Regions from separate parts of the Mus musculus genome. Here region 2 is linked to region 1. The links are chromatin contacts, called in public HiChIP or PLAC-seq maps. All regions are on one chromosome and are shown on one strand. The core of a region is the stretch at or near the end of the contact, and the rest is flanking DNA. Distances in the headings are between cores, read along the strand shown. Region 1 has its middle 250 kb from the start of Gm52008. Region 2 overlaps Bcl11b (B cell leukemia/lymphoma 11B).

Region 1 (3,870 bases), core at 140-2,639:
TCACGGGCCGCATCCCTGTCTTTCTAGCCTTAAAGAGCTTGTGCCTGCTGCTGTACACCAGATGAAGCTCTGATCAAGGGCTGGCTGTCTCCACTCAGGACCTTAAGGAAATGTGACACGGGCTCACACTGTGCCCTTGCTAGCTCCAGACCTTCAGTCAGCACCTGTTGCCAATTCCCGACTCCACATTTCTGTGTCAGTGCTGTGGCGCTCCTGACATAGCCGCTGTGGTTCACCTCCATTCCAGCCACCTCACCTTTCCTGTTTCAGATGCAGGTTTGGATTTCCGTAGAACTTTGCCCAGCTCACGCTAAAAAGCCTGGACCTGCGCAGAATTGAAACCAAGCTCTCTACTTGTTCACTGGGTGACCTTGACCAAATTTCTATGCCTGAGTTTTCTCATCGGTGCCAGGGGGTTTCCCTGTTAGGGGCTGAGTTGGGACTGATGCATTCATATGTTAAATCCCTAATGTCTAAAACCCAGCGTGTACAGGCCAGGGTTCTAAAGTGGTGATCGTGTAAACTGCCTTTAGTAGGGTGCACCCTAGTCCTGGGGACTGCTGCTCTGATAAAAGGGGGAAAATATGGACTTGGATAAACAAAAAGGGAAGAGTTGACTAACAACACATGGGAAAGAGCATCAGCAGGCTAAGGAGGGAGGGAGGACTGCAGAAGGAGTCAACCTGCTGACATGCCGACCACCTCGGCCTTCTAAACTGTGAGGCACTAAGGTCTTGTTGCCCATGCCGCCGCACTATGGTGGGCCTACTAAACTAACACTACTCTCAGCCTTCCAGAAGACTGTCCTAAATGATTGAACTGTCACTCTCCATGGTAGTCAGCACACACTATACTCCATTGTGAGACACAACTGCCACAGGCCAGCACGTGCCACAGGCCCAACTTGTGGAACGTGCCTCTTTGGCGCAAGGCTTATTTTGAGCTGGTTTTGTTTGGTTTTGCTTTCTATTTTCTGTTTTTAAGAAATTGTACATACATACAGGGGTCACTTCGAAAATTTCCATGGGAGACATTTACATCTGCGAGTGATTTACTGTGAGTGGGGGCAGTGTGTGTGTGTGTGTGTGTGTGTGTGTGTGTGTGTGTGACCTTTATACCATCGAGAGCAACCCTGAATGACCAGAGATGCTTACCACAGAAGTCTGTTCTACTTAAATCTATAGTACAAAATGTACCCTGGTTTCTTGGTATTTTCCCTGGTTGGTTTATCTCAACTGGACTTACTTCGAGCCCACCCTGCTTTCATTCTTCTCAGGCTTAGAGAAGAGAGTGTTAAAGCCTCAGGTCTAAGATAACACACCGAGATCTCTCCGGAGATCAGCTCTTCTCTGAGCTGTCTCACATCTGTACAGGAAGTAGACCGAGCTGGCATTAAACTTGTGTTTGTTTTTCTCTTTGTTAGCCTGCCTCCAGCGACAAAGGTCTGTCCCCGCTAAGAATGGAGTAGACAGAAACATCACACATCCTTTCTCCCCTACCACATATAACTGATACGCGTGCCCAGGACACCTTTGACTGTGTGACATAGGAGAATCCTTCCCGGGTTTGCCTGGTAGGAAATATGAGCGAGCAAAGCCACCTTTCTGTTTAAATCCAACCAGAGGTGGCATGTTCTTAGAAACTCAAGTTTCCACCATCATGCAGGTGCTGTTGTAAGGATTTATTAGTCTAAACTATACCGATACCCTGTCTCTCTTCTGTGGGAAGTTGAACACCTCTTACGTGCCCTTGACTTTGCTAAAGCCAATGGAAACCAATACTTAATTAATCCTCAGTTTGAAGTTCCTTGGCCCGTGTTGGTTACCATCGAGGGACACTCCCTTGGCTACTAAAGAAACCTCCATATGGTGGTGGTCCAGCTGGCAACCATGAACTGAAATCCATTGTACTGTCTATGCTTAGGATAACAATTTTGGTGGAATTTTGGATTTATATAGCAGACCCCACAAGGTTTGTCTAGAATAGATAGAAAAGTTCAGCTTTAACTAGGTCAATATTTTCCTTACTTTGTGTTCAGCCTGTGGTCTAACAACTAACAGGTCCTCTTTGCAGCCTTGCCAGGAATTAATCTAAATTTATATTTTCCAAAAGATACTACTTGAAAGAGAATGACTTTGAATATCTACATTTGTGTATTTATTTTATGTGTATGTGTGTTCACCTAGATATATGTGCCCTATGGGCATGAAGCAACCTATAGAGGTCAGAAGGGAGTGTTGGATTCCCTAACCTTCTCAAAACGGAAGTTTCTTCTTCTACACCCAGAAACTCATTTTCTTCCCTGTGGCAAACTTAGTGGATCGAAGGACACTATGACAATGGTAAAGATCGAGTGACTGGCAGTGACCTGAGCTTTTAGGTAGATCCTGTCGTGCAGCCTGAGGGGTAAGCACAGATCATCACCTGCTTGTCACCCCCATCCCCACCCCCATTGAATGGCTTGTTCTGGAACGAAGTACTGTCGCCTGTTTCTGTGTGCAGACGAGTGTTCAACATTGCAATGTTTCTCACGAGTGACAAGGACACATGTCTGTGCAAAGAAATTAATGTTCTTGTCACAGCCGACTCCTCTGACATGAACAAGTGGTTCCCATGCCCGTGAGAGCAGAGGTGGCAGATCACAGGGTGGGGGGGGGGGGAAGGGGGCACCCTTAACAGAGGGACCAGGATGTCTCAGCTCCACGCTGCACATGAGGAGAATACAGGCTCTTGCTCTACCCTGACCAGGAAGCAGGGAGAGTCCCTTGCAAAGGATGCTTTTGATCCAAGACAAACAACACAGTCAAAGGCATGCTCCCATCCCCAGACAAGGTAGCTGCTCTGACAAGCATTGCCTGATGGATGAGCTGAGCTCAAAAAGCTTTGTTAGGATCTGTGAATACCTCATGCCTCATGCTGCGCATAGGCTAAGCAAGCAGACCAAGTCACAGCTGCTGTTCACTGTCCACACCACCTCCCTCCCTCTCTCTCTCTCTCTCTCTCTCTCTCTCTGATGTGTGTACGTATGTATGTATGTATGTATGTGTATATGTGTGTGTATGTATGTATGAGTATGCATATGTGTGTATGTCTCTCTGTGTGTATCTCTGTATGTATGTCTGTGTGTGTGTTTGTGTATGTCTGTGTGTGTATGTCTCTGTGTGTGTGCATATATGTATATGTCTCTCTGTGTGTGTATCTCTGTATGTCTCTCTGTGTGTTTGTGTATGTCTGTGTGTATGTCTATCTTTCTCTGTGTGTCTGAATCTCTCTCTCTCTCTCTCTCTCTCTCTCTCTCTCTCTCTCTCTCTCTGTGTGTGTGTGTGTGTGTGTGTGTGTGTGTGTGTGTGTGTACAAATTTAAGCATTGCTCCTCAGTAGTCATCCACCTTGTTTTCTTGAGACACTGTCTCTTTCTAAGACCTAAGATTTTCCAATCAGGTTAGGCTCTCTGTCCAAGTAGCCACAAAGATCTGCCTTTCTATACCTCCCCAGGATTTGGGTTGTGCGTGCTTAGTACCATGTCTGTCTAACCTTAACCTTAACCCTAACCCTAACCCTAACCCTAACCCTAACCCTAACGTCGACCCTAACGCCAACCCTAATACCATCCCTAAGCCTGAGTATCAAAGTCAAGTCTCTCATGCTTATAAGGCAAGTTGTTATCCACTGATCATCTCCCAGGCCCATCTCACTTCCTTTGCTGATATCCCTCACTGTACCCCTCACCCATCCTGGAGGCCTCAGTCTGTGAAAGGCAGAGCAGATCTTATGGAAGGAATTTCTTCTTGCCAGGTTGTGACCTCACACTTTACTACATTGGACCCTATCTGTGCCATGGGGGCTAGTGTGCCTATTATAGTAACAATTC
Region 2 (3,843 bases), core at 1,041-3,540, 610 kb after region 1:
GAGCTGAACCTTCTACAGACCGGACCCTAAAACTCCACCAAGACAGAAGTGATCTCCCAGCCTCTGGGTTAGCAGGGTTTCTTGTTTCAGACGGAATAGAAGTAAACTTGGTAAAGAGAAAGTTCAGGTGGTGGTGGGGGGAGGAATCAATTCTAAAAAGAGGTTCCCTGCTAGCCCTCAACAGCACGCTTAGTTTGTATTGCGTGCATCAGTTACGAACAATTGAACTCCCCTATTATAATTTTTTTTAATCCAGCTCTCCTCTAGACTTAGCTAACTTCCACCCTGTCATCTCTTTGTGCCTCTTTCGAACGGACACAGAATGTGGGTTGAATGCTTTGCCTCACATAAGGGCAGGCTCTTTCTGTCTCTTTCTGTTTCTAAGCTAGGTCTGAAATGTCACTGACTAAAGACCGGAGCAGGCCTGTAATTACGTTCAACCAAGTCGTCTCTTTACCTCCGTTTTCTGTACGTGGATGGTATTTAATACACATATTGTGAGCCTGCTTTTCAACCGAGTAGCATTTGATGGCCAAAAAAAAAAAAAATAAAAAATTAAATAAGTAAAAATTTTAAAAAATGAAAAAAAAATCACCCATTTCCTTTTAAGGGGGACAAAGCAGTCTGACAACCACCTCTTTAATTTTTTTTTTGACATGAAATTCATTTGCATCTTCTAACATACCAGAGGTCATGTGGGGTGTGTGCACAACAAAATACATAAAAATTAACACTTCGTGGGATAAATTTAATAAACGTGGTTATCACGTTAACACCGGCAATATTGATGATTACAAGTCAATCTAGCGAGCCCACGGCAGCGGACCTAACCGGAGGCTTACGTTCAGCTGAGACTTGTGCCACTATTTAATGTAATTAAAGATGCTGGCTGCACAGTCCTCAATGGAAATACCATCTTTGCTACAAAATATTTACATCAGAAATTGTGGGAAAGCATAGCATGCCTACTTTGATTTTATTGTGATTTTTTTTCTTCCTGGCCATCTTTGCAACAGGGCTGATGTGCCTGACCATGGACAGAATTCCTGCAGGAATCTTCCAGAGAAATCAGGTCCCACCTTCCTCCAGAAGCGGAGTGTTTATCTGCCACTTGCTTGGTTTTGAAATCGTTTCTTTTCATTTTTTAATCCACAAGCCTGCAGTTGGCTTTGATTACCCAGGAAGCCCTCTGCCTGGCAGACAGGACCCATCACGAGAGTGACTTTTTCACATGCCCCTAAAACAGCATCACGGGTTAAAGGCAGAGGCGGGAGGCTTGCGTACCTCATGCTGTACAGAACCACTGACTGTCAAGTTGGGTGCAGACAGGCTCCCACCCCGGGCCCAGGGTGACATTCCTTACTGGTACCTCAGAGAAAGAATTCGGCAAGTACCATTCTGAAAGCCTCCGGAACTAAACAGACCCAAAACTGAACAGAAGGAAAGAAAAAAAAAATTCATTGCACCGTATCTCCAAATCTGAGAAAATGAAGTCTTGGGACTGAAAAGAGCTTGACTCAGCTCTCCTCCGGGCTCAGAACAGCCTCTACACCTCCTACGGGTGCCTGCTGCCCTGAGAGAATCGAACAACAAAAACCCAGACCTTCCTTCTCTAACCTTGCCTGCTACAAACCCGAGTAGAAGCAGCTAGGAATCCTCCCCTTCCCTCCCCTGCTCCATGTGCATTTTAAATACCCCTTATTCTACACCCTAATTTCTTTGAGGGGGCAGGGGGGGAAATCGGTGTCACTAAAAAAACGTCACTCTGTTTTTGCAAAATCCATCAGCTTCTTTGGCAGCAGGGAAGGCTGGCTGGCATTATCCCCTCATTTGACAAAACTACTATTTCTGGGCACGGACTCAAAAACAGGTAGGAAGCAAATGCTGAGAAATACGGAAGTGGAAACAGCCAACAGCTTTTTCACTACCAAGAACGCCAAGCGTAAACATGATTTATTTAGCTGTGTGTAGCACGCCCGTCCTCCACTCAGCTACAAGCCCACTTGGGTTGAAGGGAAGGGTGGGTAGGAGGGGAACAGGAAGGGAAAAGCTGGGAAGACAAGAGGGAGAGAAGAGGCCATAGCTCCCTGGGGAGGCTCCTGAGCGGTTCCGGTTGTGAGTTTGAGGAGAACAAGAATATTATACCCCCAAAATATATGTACGTGTCAAAAGAAGGCAGCCCTAATCCGCGGGTTAATTAAGGAACCGCCACTAACAAAAGATGCAAGAGCCGACTCGTGCAAACAGAACGTGCACGGGCTTCTAGGCTCTCTGCTGCTCCCTGGCTTCTCCACACACCATTTGGGCTCCACGGAGTCAGAAGACGGTTTCATGCCAGATTCAGCCACAGAGAGAGCCTAGAACCTCGATACCTCCCTTTCGCATCCTTGCAGGCCTGCACGGAACGCAGGTCCGGATTCAATTACAGGTGCCACACGCCTGGCTGCAAGCCTACCCTCCGGTACGGTACAGATCTAGTCTTCTACTTCTATCTGCGATCCCCCACCCACCCACCTCCAGTCCAGCGGGTGGAACAGGAACTCTGAGGGTGCACACGCATTCACCCCATCCCAAACCGAAGCTGACAAACACATCAGATGCACAGCAAGGTCAGCAGACCTAAAGAGCAGAATTAGCCTGGAGCCTTCGGGTCCAGCAAGAGGTTATTATTAAAACTTGGATTCGGGTCACCCAGCATTGGCAGAGGGAAAAGAAACCAAGCTTCTTTGAATATAAAAACTGAAGAAAGAAAAAAAAAAAAAAGGTAAAACATTGGCCCCCTGCAGGCCACTGGAGACCGGCTTCTCCCTAGTGAAGGAAGGTACCATTTCATAGCCACCAGCTGCGGACTCAATGGGTACAGATGCTAATTTCTGAGAGCTTTGAGGCGGCAGAGAAAGGAAAGCCAGATCCGAGTTCCTTTTCACCTGCATTGAGCAAGACTACACATTTGAAGGCTGCCTGCTGTATACATTTCACCCAAGTCTGTATCCTATACCCACACACACACATACACACCCTCACCCCCATCTCGCTCCCTACCCTTCCGCGGCCAGAACCTAGTATCAGGAGGGGAAGAGGACATGTTCTGGGGTGTTCAGGTCAGGGTAACAGCAACACCACTAGGTATTAAGATAATGAATCTCTTCACGTTCCCAAAAAATAAGGAGCTGGAAGTGGGGAGCTACAGAGAAGGGCCTCTGAAGTGAATGGAGGTGGGGGAGGGGCGTTTCCTTGTGGTATGCCGTAAGCCTCTCCCCAAAGCCCCCAAATGCTTCCTCTTCGCATTAAAAACAACACCCTATACAAGCAGCTGTTGGATTCCTTTCCTCTTTGCAAATTAGTCACCCCGCCCCCAGGGCCCAAACAATAACAGTCTCGCTGGTATGATGTCTATGAAATCAGCCGTAGCTTCGCTCCACTCGCTTATGCTCCTATATAGATGGAGACTGGTTAGTAAAAAAAAAACACATCCCCATTCTACAGATACAGGCATCAGCTGAGGGACTGGATGGCCCTGGACCTTTAAAGGATAGGCCAGGCTGTGCGTCAAAGGTCCCAGACAGACTCCACCCCAGTGCCTAAACCCTGAGGTAACACCTGATGCTCCAAAAGCAACAAATATTTATCAAATGCCTAAGCAGTGCCATCAAGGGGAGCGGCGTTGTGGGAAAGCCTACAGGAACACGGAGATTTCTCCAAGCAGTGAAAGTGAAGGGGGTGGGCAGGGGTGCTGTTGCAGGCGCCGCCGCTTCAGCTACCGACCCCAGTGGCTGAACTGCCAGGAGATCCAGCTGACGGAGGGCTCCATTTCTATGCACACCTCCCACACACGGCTCCTGA

The links. HiChIP or PLAC-seq counts read pairs in DNA pulled down with a chosen protein or histone mark.
Region 2: an H3K27ac HiChIP or PLAC-seq map of embryonic brain shows a contact between it and region 1, with 21 times the contacts expected there. The contact joins two enhancer-like sites. A contact is called at or near these places in 1 of 484 Hi-C or Micro-C datasets (CD4 T cells), 5 of 115 datasets of contacts at active chromatin or transcription factors (craniofacial prominence, double positive thymocytes, embryonic brain and 2 more) and 1 of 9 other capture datasets (embryonic stem cells).

What each region holds. Positions count from the first base shown.
Region 1 is chr12:107,360,897-107,364,766 of GRCm38.p6, forward strand. No RefSeq gene overlaps it. Among named protein-coding and RNA genes, the nearest start is that of Gm52008, 250 kb to the left of the region's middle. Within about 2 kb of position 1,390, at least 33 of the 459 cell types and tissues checked have an H3K27ac peak or open chromatin away from gene starts, as enhancers often do. A contact at or near this core is called in thymic regulatory T cells, where this site is marked.
Region 2 is chr12:107,974,416-107,978,258 of GRCm38.p6, forward strand. All of the region lies in intron 2 of Bcl11b (B cell leukemia/lymphoma 11B), which reads right to left. Among named protein-coding and RNA genes, the nearest start is that of Bcl11b, 27 kb to the right of the region's middle. Within about 2 kb of position 2,291, at least 39 of the 459 cell types and tissues checked have an H3K27ac peak or open chromatin away from gene starts, as enhancers often do. A contact at or near this core is called in thymic regulatory T cells, where this site is marked.